2 separate regions of the Mus musculus genome follow, and region 2 is linked to region 1. Evidence: chromatin contacts called from public promoter capture Hi-C data. All regions are on one chromosome and are shown on one strand. The core of a region is the stretch at or near the end of the contact, and the rest is flanking DNA. Distances in the headings are between cores, read along the strand shown.

Evidence for each region. Promoter capture Hi-C pulls out the DNA fragments that hold promoters and counts their contacts.
Region 2: a promoter capture Hi-C map of second pharyngeal arch cranial neural crest shows a contact between it and region 1. The contact joins two enhancer-like sites. A contact is called at or near these places in 1 of 39 promoter capture datasets (second pharyngeal arch cranial neural crest) and 2 of 484 Hi-C or Micro-C datasets (nephron progenitors and uterus).

The regions. Positions count from the first base shown.
Region 1 is chr13:100,941,066-100,946,622 of GRCm38.p6, forward strand. It overlaps the pseudogene Gm10257. Among named protein-coding and RNA genes, the nearest start is that of Gm41042, 53 kb to the right of the region's middle. Within about 2 kb of position 2,301, at least 14 of the 459 cell types and tissues checked have an H3K27ac peak or open chromatin away from gene starts, as enhancers often do. A contact at or near this core is called in second pharyngeal arch cranial neural crest and uterus, where this site is marked.
Region 2 is chr13:102,622,085-102,627,994 of GRCm38.p6, forward strand. No RefSeq gene overlaps it. Among named protein-coding and RNA genes, the nearest start is that of Gm29927, 33 kb to the left of the region's middle. Within about 2 kb of position 3,632, at least 134 of the 459 cell types and tissues checked have an H3K27ac peak or open chromatin away from gene starts, as enhancers often do. A contact at or near this core is called in second pharyngeal arch cranial neural crest and uterus, where this site is marked.

The sequences.
Region 1 (5,557 bases), core at 1,051-3,550:
GGTTAAGAAAGAAGGAGCAGAGGAGGAAGAGAAAAGGTGACGTCCAGTTCAGATGCTCGGCAGCTGAACCCTCTGGGAACTTTTAACAGCTCCGTGCATAATCTTACACAGGCAGGGCATAGGCTAATGGAACTGATTAGGGGAAACCAAGTTAGATAACCTTTTCTGTTCTTTTAAAGCTCATCACATCACTTTCAAACTCCACAGGCAACCTTCCAAGATTTGTGTTTGAGGATTTTTTTTTTTTTTCCTGTATAGATGACCTCATTTCTATTCCTAGGGTTACATACCTGCCAAGCATTCACCGATAACACTTGTTAGTTCAAATCTCTCTAGGGTTACAATAAAGTGACATGCAAGTTTCTAACTGAAAAGAAAAGACGCATGAAACTGATGTTAAGAAGCGGGTTGCAGCAGTGGGGTGGTAGCACACACCTTTAATCCCAGCACTCGGGAGGCAGAGGCAGGCAGATTTCTGAGTTTGAAGCCAGCCTGGTCCACAAAGTGAGTTCCAGGACAGCCAGGGCTATACAGAGAAACCCTGTCTTGAAAGAAACAAAACAAAACAAAACAAAAAACAAAAAACAAACAAACAAACAAAAAGAAGTGGGTTGCAGCTGACCCATCCCCAAACTTTAAGAACCCACACTCATGACTGACTTCAGTGAAGCTTGCCTTTCACCAGGGTGATCTGGAGGGCTTGCTGAGCTCCAGGGCAGAGCCCACCCCAGAGCTCCTTATACTTTACGGTTGGGGTGGGATCCACAGTGTTTAACAAGTTTCCTGGGGCTAATGATGTTTCTGGTATGGGGGACTTTTTAAAAATATAGGTTTGGTTATTGTAAGGTTGAAAAGCCCAAGAAAGCCGAATTATGGATTCTCCTTTCCCAGTTGGCTGGAGAAAGTAGTTATTCTGACAGAGAGAGGCAAGGCTCAGGAGGTGGAGCTCGGCTCCCATTCTTCTAATGCTTCCAACTATGTGATCCTGGCAGAGTAACCTTCTCTTCCCGGCACCTCCATTTTCTTATCTGAAAAACAGGGGTCTTCTAGCTCATAGGTTTGTGAGTGCGTATATATGTAGTATACCACGCTGACACATAGAATATCTATAATGAGCTGCTGGGGATATGGCTTGTTTGCTAGAGTGTTTATCTAACACATGGGAATCCCTGCTTTTGTTTCCACGCACCACATAAACATGGTGTTAGGGTTGCATGCCTATAATCCCAGCTCTCAAGAAGAGGAAGACCAGAAATTCAAGGCCACCCTTAGCAACATATTGATCTGAAGCTAGCCTGGGCTACATGAGACCCTGTCTAAAAATAACCAAGAGCCAAAACAACAACAAAACTGAAAAAACAAAACAACATATCCCCAAATCCCAAAACACAAAAAGCTATTGTAATGAATAGCTATTCTTTAAAACATTTGAAACTGAAGAAGAACGAAGACCAAAGTGTGGGCACTTTGCCCCTTCTTAGAATTGGAAACAATCACCCATGGAAGGAGTTACAGAGACAAAGTTTGGAGCTGAGACAAAAGGATGGACCATCTAGAGACTACCATATCCAGGGATCCATCCCATAATTAACCTCCAAACGATGACACCATTGCATACACTAGCAAGCGTTTGTTGCAAGGACCGTGATATAGCTGTCTCTTGTGAGACTAGGCCGGGGCCTAGCAAACACAGAAGTGGATACTCACAGTCAACTATTGGATGGATCACAGGGCCCCCAATGGAGGAGCTAGAGAAAGTATCCAAGGAGCTAAAGAGATCTGCAACCCTGTAGGTGCAACAACATTATGAACTAACCAGTACCCCAGAGCTCTTGACTCTAGCTGCATATGTATCAAAAGATGGCCTAGTCGGCCATCACTGGAAAGAGAGGCCCATTAAACAGGCAAACTTTATATGCCCCAGTACAGGGGAACGCCAGGGCCAAAAAATGGGAATAGGTGGGTAGGGGAGTGGGGGGGGGGAGGGTGGGGGGAACTTTTGGGATAGCATTGAAAATATAATTGAGGAAAATATGTAATAAAAAAAAACAAAACAAAAAAAACATTTTTATACATCTTTGAAGTAGTTACGTTTACTAAAAATAGACCGAAATAAAAATAATTAAATACAAGGCACAGGTACTTTAAATAAGTGTAAGGTGGTAATACTTTATTAAATTAAAAAATTCCCTGAAATGAAATATAGCATCTCCATGATCAGCCTTTGTTGTTCTGAGGTTAAGAGAAGTTGGCCCCTGTGCACCACACTGCTGAGGAGGAAAAACATCAGAACAAAGATTGCATAGAGGCATGATTAGGTAGCTTTTAAAACCATGAAACTCGAAACTTTCCCAGCTGTGGGAGTAGGCACAGCTGCTCCGAGTTTTAAAATTTGTTCTTGAGCTTTCCACCCCTTGCAAAATTGACTCCCTTCCTGGCGTGCCTTTGGTTAAGACTTTGGGTCTCTAGGATGCAAATTGTATTTTCTAGGAGTAATAGCCCATTAATCCGATAATATGCACTGACTCTTTCAGACTAGATTATGTGAGATTAGCTAGGTGTTACCTCGGAAAATACAGTGCCTTGCCCTGAGGGAATAGGTCACAGCTGCCTCTGAGGAAAGATCTGGGGTGTGGGGCTTTATGGGGACATGGGCTGCCAAGGGTACTGGGCAGGGCAGGGGCAGGGCAGGAGAGAGTGCTGGTGGGGGATTCAGCTGGCTACAGTCTCTGCCTGGAGAGTTCCACTTTCCAGTGCTGATTGCCCTCTTTTTTTTTTTTTTTTCCATTTTTTATTAGGTATTTCGCTCATTTACATTTGCAATGCTATACCAAAAGTCCCCCATAGCCACCCACCCCCTCTCCCCTACCCACCCACTCCCCTTTTATGGCCCTGGCGTTCCCCTGTACTGGGGCATATAAAGTTTGCGTGTCCAATGGGCCTCTCATTCCAGTGATGGCCGACTAGGCCATCTTTTGATGCATATGCAGCTAGAGTCAAGAGCTCCGGGGTACTGGTTAGCCCTCTTGTGCACTGAAATGGAGGTAGATGGCTTTAGCGTTGGAGGTTTGGAAGCCTCATGCATACCAGCTCCTCTCCAGGCCTCTGCCTGCAGTGCGCATGACCACTGGCTGTGAGAAGAAATTAAACTGAGTTCTAGTAGATGGACTCATAGAGTTAAGCCTCGCTTTGGGGCACAAAGGTAGCAATAACCCAGTGAGCTTGTCTCCTTCTCCTTTTCTAATGATGACTAAGTCACCTGAAGCAAACATTACATTAGCCTTATCCTAAAATCATGGGAAACCCCGAGACAACTGAAAGATAAGGCTTACTGGAGAGCAAGCTGCGACTTCATTTCATTTTAATAGTTTGTGCTGACTGGAAATCTTTAAACCAATCCCACTGGATGATTTTAGTGGCATTTTCTTGGCTAACCTATCAGAGAGATTGGTGCATGTGGCTTGCTTTCTACTTTAACAGCAAGGGCACACGAGGTTTGTTTTCCCCATGACACAGCATCATCCCTTCCTTCTCTCTGTTAAGTGGGAGGTCCTAGGTAGGAGTCTGGAACCCTTTTCCAGCCCTTGGGTTTTGCGGCAGGCTCGTTAGAACCTGACAGGGGTTCTTGGCACTTCAGCTAGCTCTTGGCAGCCAAGTGACCTTTCACTTTGAATGTAACTAATGTCCACTTGTAATGTCCAGCTCATGAATATTGCCAGACAGATTGGTTGATGGGACAACGCATAAAGACAACTGGTCAGCTCTGCCCTGTCCTCACTTGGCAACTAGTGGCTGTGGATGAAGGATGGGCAGTCTCTGTGGCCAGGGTCCTCAGCACCCAGCCATGGAGGCTGAGCTGGCACTGTGGCCTGGGGAGGGGCTGCAGTGGGGAGCAGAGAGGGGGGAGGACATGTTGGGATTGTTCTCAAGGCCAAGTGCTACAGTTCTGTGTCTATATGAACACTATATCTATAGGTGGACTTTAAGTATGGACTTTTAGCATCATAATTCTGGATTAGAGGATTAGAGAGATATTTGAAGATATTATTTAGTAGCTCTTGGTATTATATTGACATATGACACGATATAGGATATTATATTTATTTAGTCACTACAATCATGTAACTTTAAAGTATACGTCACAGATGTGTATATGTGGGGCAAAGTCAAGGAAAGGAACCTATCAGCCACATAGTTACCTTCTTGTGGTAGAAGTATCCACATTGACACTCTACTATTAGCTGGACTTCCAGGATACAGTGTTGTAACTACAGACTCCAGGATACAGTGTTGTAACTACAGACTCCAGGATACAGTATTGTAACTACAGACTCCAGGATACAGTGTTGTAACTACAGACTCCAGGATACAGTGTTGTAACTACAGACTCCAGGATACAGTGTTGTAACTACAGACTCCAGGATACAGTGTTGTAACTACAGACTCCAGGATACAGTGTTGTAACTACAGACTCCAGGATACAGTGTTGTAACTACAGACTCCAGGATACAGTGTTGTAACTACAGACTCCAGGATACAGTGTTGTAACTACAGACTCCAGGATACAGTGTTGTAACTACAGACTCCAGGATACAGTGTTGTAACTACAGACTCCAGGATACAGTGTTGTAACTACAGACTCCAGGATACAGTGTTGTAACTACAGACTCCAGGATACAGTGTTGTAACTACAGACTCCAGGATACAGTGTTGTAACTACAGACTCCAGGATACAGTGTTGTAACTACAGACTCCTGGATACTACAGACTCCTGTTGCTTTCCAGGCTCGTTCTTACTACAAAGTACAACTTTTTTTTTTTTTTTTTTTTAGTTTAATGTATTTTAATAGCAAACTTACAGGAACAGCACAGAAGACTGACAACATTAAGCACATGTACTTGTATGTAGGACAACTCAGTTAGAAAAGTATAGTGAATGGATGGAATTTACTGTGTGATAAAAATGCTACAAACACCATTTAGTTGCTGTCAATAAGAAATTTACTTATTTTAAAAAAATCCAAATGCTGGCATTGTCCAGAAAATTTTAACAGGTTTATTTATAATTGTTATAAAGTTGAACTGTTGAAATGTGTTCACTGAAACATTTTGCTTGCATTAATGCTTTCCATCTTGCATTTATATTAAAAATTCACACACAAATGAACGTGGAGAAACGCCAATACCTGATTCTGTCCCCTATGTTTCCACTCGCAATCATATACTTAGGTACCTTTGACCCCATGGAAAAAATATCTAACATTCAGAACTACTGATAACAGGAAGAAGAGGAAAAAAAATTTTTTTGAGAATGAAATGTTTCCCCTCATAGTGGACTCTTAAGCACGTTCTCCGCATATGCGGCGTGCTAGCTGGATATCTTTTGGCATAATTGTTACACGTTTGGCATGGATAGCACACAGATTGGTATCTTCAAAAAGGCCAACCAGATAGGCCTCACTTGCCTCCTGCAAAGCACCAATAGCTGCACTCTGGAAGCGCAGATCTGTTTTGAAGTCCTGAGCAATTTCTCGCACCAGACCCTGAAAGGGGAGCT
Region 2 (5,910 bases), core at 2,382-4,881, 1.7 Mb after region 1:
ACATCCCGAGAGTCACATGAAGAAAGTACCTGCCTCTGTCACTTGCTCCAGACAGGGGAAGGGTTACCTTAACAGTCAAACTGCCTGTGTCCCCAGACTCTTGCGTTAACCCTCTACAGGTTCAAAGACCATCAAAAGTGTTGACTCACTCAGCCAAGCAATTTTCCAAGGGATCTAACACCCTCTCCTGGACTCTGGATACCTGTCCCCGTGTACACATTCACACACACTAAAACACTAAACACTTTAGAGAAGAAATGGTACATAAATATACCATTAGTTTTCACCAAAAGGATGACACCTGCTTCAGTTTGTCTACAATTGAATTTACTGGAACTTGAGACTTCTGGTGCTAAAACTGGAACAATACCTGGCAAATTAGGTCTATTGTTTATAGTAGTAGCAATAACACTCCTAAATTCCATCACCTTGACATGATGTATAATGGTTATCTCGGTGTCTCTGAGTCTATTGTTTATAGTAGTAGCAATAACACTCCTAAATTCCATCACCTTGACATGATGTATAATGGTTATCTCGGTGTCTCTGAGTCAGGAATTTGGATACAGCTTAGACAGACCTCTGTTCCACACTGCCACCACCCCTAAAGCTGCAGTTAGGGTTTCAGAGAGGGCTGAAGTCTCAACCAATGGATGAAGATATTTGGTTTTCTGGTTCACTCATGAGTTTGCTTGCAAGACTCAGTTCCCCAAAGGCTATTGGGACATTGGAACAGAGGTTCCCGTTACTTGCTGCCCTCTATCCTTGCCACAGCAACTTGTCCATCAAACCGCAATATCATTTTATAAAAGACAGGAGTCACAAGGTTTGGTAACTTGACCAAAGAGGCAGAACACCTTCAACGCTACCATAGTGAATTGATTGGGAAGACTAGAGTGAAAGAAATAAAGCATTCTAACTACAAGAAGACTGTAAGACAAGAGACAGAATACTGGTCGCATACAATGCCAGTACCTATAGATCAGCATCTGGAACACCTGGACCAATCTGAGAATCTGACATATCCTTGTCTTGGCATTCACATCGTCTCAAACTCACAGCCTTCCACCACCATCTTTTCCCCTTCTGCAGAACAAAGGCTAACCTGGCTAAAGTGTTCCCTCTTCTTGGTTCAAGTCTCTATCCACAGCTTCCTTGGCCAATGTGATGCTTTCTATATGCTTAGCCCAGGGAATAGCACTCTTTGGAGGTGTGGCTTTGTTGGAGTAGGTGTGTCACTGTGGGAGTGGACTTTAATACACTAGTCCTAGCTGCCTGGAAGCCAGTATTTTGCTAGCAGCCTTCAGATGAAAATGAGAAACTCTTAGCTCTGCCTGCACCATGCCTGCCTGGATGCTGCCATGTTCCCACCTTGATGATAATGGACTGAACCTCTGAACCTGTAAACCAGCCCCAGTTAAACGTCCTTATGAGTGTTGCCTTAGTCATGGTGTCTGTTCACAGCAGTAAAACCCTAAGACAGACAGAGACACTCTCATAAAATGACCACACTCAGGGAAGCCCAACGCATGACAACTTCAGGAGGAAAATATGGCTCGAGTGTTTTTATTGTTATTATCTTGTGGGGAGGTGTTTTCCTACATGTATGTCATTCACTACATTTGTGTCTGGTGTCCAGCAAGGCAGGAAGAGAGCATAAAATCACCTAAAACTACAGTTAAAGATGGTATTGACCCACCATGCAGGTGCCGGGAATTGAACCCAGGTCCTCAGCAAGAGCAGCAAGAGGTCTGAACCACTGAGCCATCTCTCCAGCCCCTCATGGTTCACTTGTATTTCCTCCCAGGTCAGATCCAACTTCACCAGCCCAGGATTATTTTCAGTCATCACCCACGCAATTTGGATTCTTCTCTTTAAGAGGTTGTGAGGATAACTGAGCTCACCAAGCAACCAGTGGTTAAATTATCCTGCAGCAGAAAAGATTGCCTCACCCTGTGCTCATTCTTCCTTCTACATCTTTGGAGGACGTAGCCTCTTCTGTTCTCTAGAAAATCGCTGCCATGGTGGTAGAACTGCCATGGAGCCTTGAGTTAGCTCTCTGGGAAGACGTTGGGGAAGAAGGAAACTCCAAACCTAACTTCAGCCCATCACCTTGCTATTCCAAAGCTTTAAAGATAAAACTGGTGTTGTTTTTTGCTTTTTGGCTTTGTTTGTAGTTTGTTTGTTTGTTTTAAATAATAGGTCTATGAATTAATACTCTGGGGAACAAAGTGCCCAGGACTACTTAGGCAGAGAATAATTGTTACCTATTTAAAGTGCCCCACAGATCCAGAGGGCAAAACAAAAAGTGATCTTTCAGGCCACATTGTCCCTGTCATTGGGCTAATGCCATGTTTAAGACAGCTGGCTTTATAAACTCAGATAGGCCTCTCTGGCTGAGATCTAGTCCCACATAGGTGGAACGGTCTCCCTTAGACCTATTTCCTTCTCAAACTGTAAGCCTGAAGGCCCATTTGCTCTCTGTCCCTTTTCACATGTTACCAGCCTTTCTTCTCCTAGGGTTTATGCCCCGCCCCCAATGTAGGAGGACAGTTTAGGGTCTGTAATGATCAAAGGCAAAGTTAAGGTTGAGCATCTATTTTTTTAGCCATCAGATGACTCCCTAGGGAGAGTGAAGGCCCCAGGAAACATCTGCTGTTTCACAGAAAGGATGCCTGGCTCTTTCCTCACTCCTTGGAATTCTGAAAAGGTCTTCATCTGATCTCTCAGTTCAGTGGCTACCATGCCATGAGGGGTGTGTTTGGTAGGGGGTGAGGGTGGGGAACACTCATTCTGCACACAAGGACTTTCAGTTTTCTAGAAGCCAAACTTGTTTGCCTTTGAAGAAGGGATGTCTCTCCCATCTTTCTACCGAAGACTTGGGAGTTTATTTATTTATTTATTTATTTATTTATAGGGCTCTGTGTTAGCCTCTTCATGGGTAACCCTCCCTTCACAGTTTGAGGACTGTCACCAGCCCAGGAGAGGAAGATCAGCTCTTCCTCCCCTGGGGAGTTCAAACTTTTCCTTGATGTTTCTGGTGATATATCAGTCAATTGTCCCAAGAGCCAACCAAAGACGGGCTAGGGGAGAGACCGACACACCAGCCTCTGTGAACAGAGAAGATCTGGAGGGTCATTCTTGAATGGGTTGCTGTAAGGGAGGAGATGAAATATGGGGCAATGTCTCAGAAGGCCAAGAGGCAGAGCTAGGGAAAGGCGGCAGATGTTGTCGAGGCTCCTCTTTCAAGTTCCTGTGCACTCGGAATCTGCAGATGTATGTTGGCAGGGCTACAGTCAGAGTGAATTGGGAGGCAGGGGTTCACACATCTGGAAAGCATTTGCAGAGGGCAGAGTTCAGAAGTGCTCTGCCTCTGCTGCCTGCAGAGCAGCCTGTCCAAGCAGACTGACTCGGAGTGGAGGACTGGCTGGAGACACTGGGGTCTCGGTCTAAGTGGAAGATCTACCTAAGCCAGTAGGTTCTCCTCACTATCATATCAACCCCATAGGAAAGCTGAAATGATCATAAGATGAGAGTGAGTCTGGGGAAAGACTGGAGTAGAGAAGAGAATGCTCCCTAACTGTGAGAAGTCTGGCTTCCAGTCAAGAAACAAAATGTACTTGGACTGAATCCAGTGCATGAGTTAACTTGAGAGCAAAGAACACCATTCAGGGGAGGGGAAGAAAGGCCACTCCACTGCATAGGAACACCCAGCGGTTGTGCTCACGCCACACTGGCTTTTCCCAGAAGTCTCTGTACATTTCGCCTTCATTTGTTTCAAGAATGCAAAAGACACTCTTTAGCTGGGGAAAATTAATTACTCTCTTTGAAGGATTTATGGGGTTCTGCGGAGCAGAAAGAGAGAGAGAAAGACCCCCAAAGCCTGGGTTATCACCCCATTGCCCCTCAGCCTCTTGCTGTCCAACATGAGATGTGGGTCTGCTTCCCAGAAAGGCCACCTCGGCCTGGGGGCTTAGCTCCCCTCAGGGGAAAAGTTTCAGGGTGAAGTCATGTCCCAGTGCAAAGGTCCTGCCATCCCCATCAGTACAAATGATCCAGTGCACAGCTGTTCATGGTGCTTAGCTGGGGGCCTCGTGTCCCTGTGTTTAGTGATGTGACCCCCTCAAGGTGTGATAATGACTTAAAGATGCTGGGGCTTAAGCACATTGGTCGCTGTGATCCTGATCCTTGGAAGAATCAGAATCCATCTGGAGAGAGAGCATGGCAAATATAAAGAGAATGAGTTATAAAACACAGCACAAAACACGATGTATACCATGTCAGGAAATAAAACAAGTCTAGGCAAATGTCCTCAGACTCCCCCAAGCCTGCTGACCTTCTAGATTGATGAGTGTCTCACATCCCATAGTTGCCCAAACCAGTAACCTATGGCGTATCTCCCCCTTCACCACCAGCTCATCCTCTATGGCCACTGGATACTACTGTTACGATATCCTTAGCATCTCTTCATGGGGCTGTCCTCACTTCAACCCATTACCCTCAGTGTGCCTACCTAGAATCAATGCAGCTGAGAACCCAATTCCCAGTTGGCCACTCTGCTCTCAACCTTATCCCACTAAATTGGTTTTCTGGTGTGTCTTTCTGAATTTAAATATGAACATGTCACACTATTCTAAAAAAAAACACACCACACGATCCTCTGACTTTGAGGACAAACATCAGCTCCTTGGTATGACAGACAAAATCCTTGTGATCTGGTTCTTATCACTTTCCTCACTTTGACTTGGGCTGCTCTGGTAAGTGTTCAAAAACAAGATGCTCAGGCAGACCACCACTGTGTCCTGGAAAACCTGGCCAGCCCTCCCACCTCCCAGCAAGAGTTAACTTTACATTTCCTGATTATTCCACATTCCTTGTTCATCTGGTCCTTTGCACATCTTTATCTCTCTAACACAAATGACCCTGTTCCTATTTCCTCCAAACCTAGACATCCTTCAAGCCCAAGCTGGTCCAGAGACAACTGGGAGAAATGCCCGGTGTTTCAAGGGGATTAAGGTTCAAGAGAAGAAGCAATCAAAAAAAGGTGTGTCTTCCATTGCAAACACTAGCAAGCGTTTGCTGAAAGGACCCTGATATAGACGTCTCTTGTGAGACTAGGCCAGGGCCTAGCAAACACATAAGTGGATGCTCACAGTCAGCTATTGGATGGAGCACAGGGCCCCCAATGGAGGAGCTAGAGAAAGTATACAAGGAGCTAAAGAGATCTGCAACCCTGTAGGTGCAACAACATTATGAACTAACCAGTACCCTGGAGCTCTTGACTCTAGCTGCATATGTATCAAAAGATGGCCTAGTCGGCCATCACTGGAAAGAGAGGCCCATTGGACACGCAAACTTTATATGCCCCAGTACAGGGGAACACCAGGGCCAAAAAGTGGGAATGGGTGGGTAGGGGAGTGGGGGGGGGAGGGTATGGGTGACTTTTGGGATAGCATTGGAAATGTAATTGAGGAAAATACGTAATAAAAAATATTTTTAAAAATAAATAAATAAATAAATAGGTGTGTCTTATTTAGACAAGCTGAATTCTATATGAATGTGTGGTCACCAAAGAGAGAGAGAGAGAGATGTCTAAACAGGAGATGGGGTGCCAGAGTCTGGACCGGACTGAATTCACCTATGAATCTGACGTCATGGCCTTCAGGGCATTCTGTAAATCACATGTTCTACATAAACACAAAGAAAGAGAGGGACTGTTCTCCCTAGTAAGCCCCCAGGGTGTGAGATACTGTTACATTCATCAAGAGCTTCCCCATTCCTGAATTCCATCCTGCACTGTGGACACCTCTTATCCTTCCTTTCTAAAGGAATGCTTAATGTAGTTACAATAAAACATCACTAATGTGACACCATCTGCTTCTCAGTAAGTTGCCTCAATGCGTCATAAAG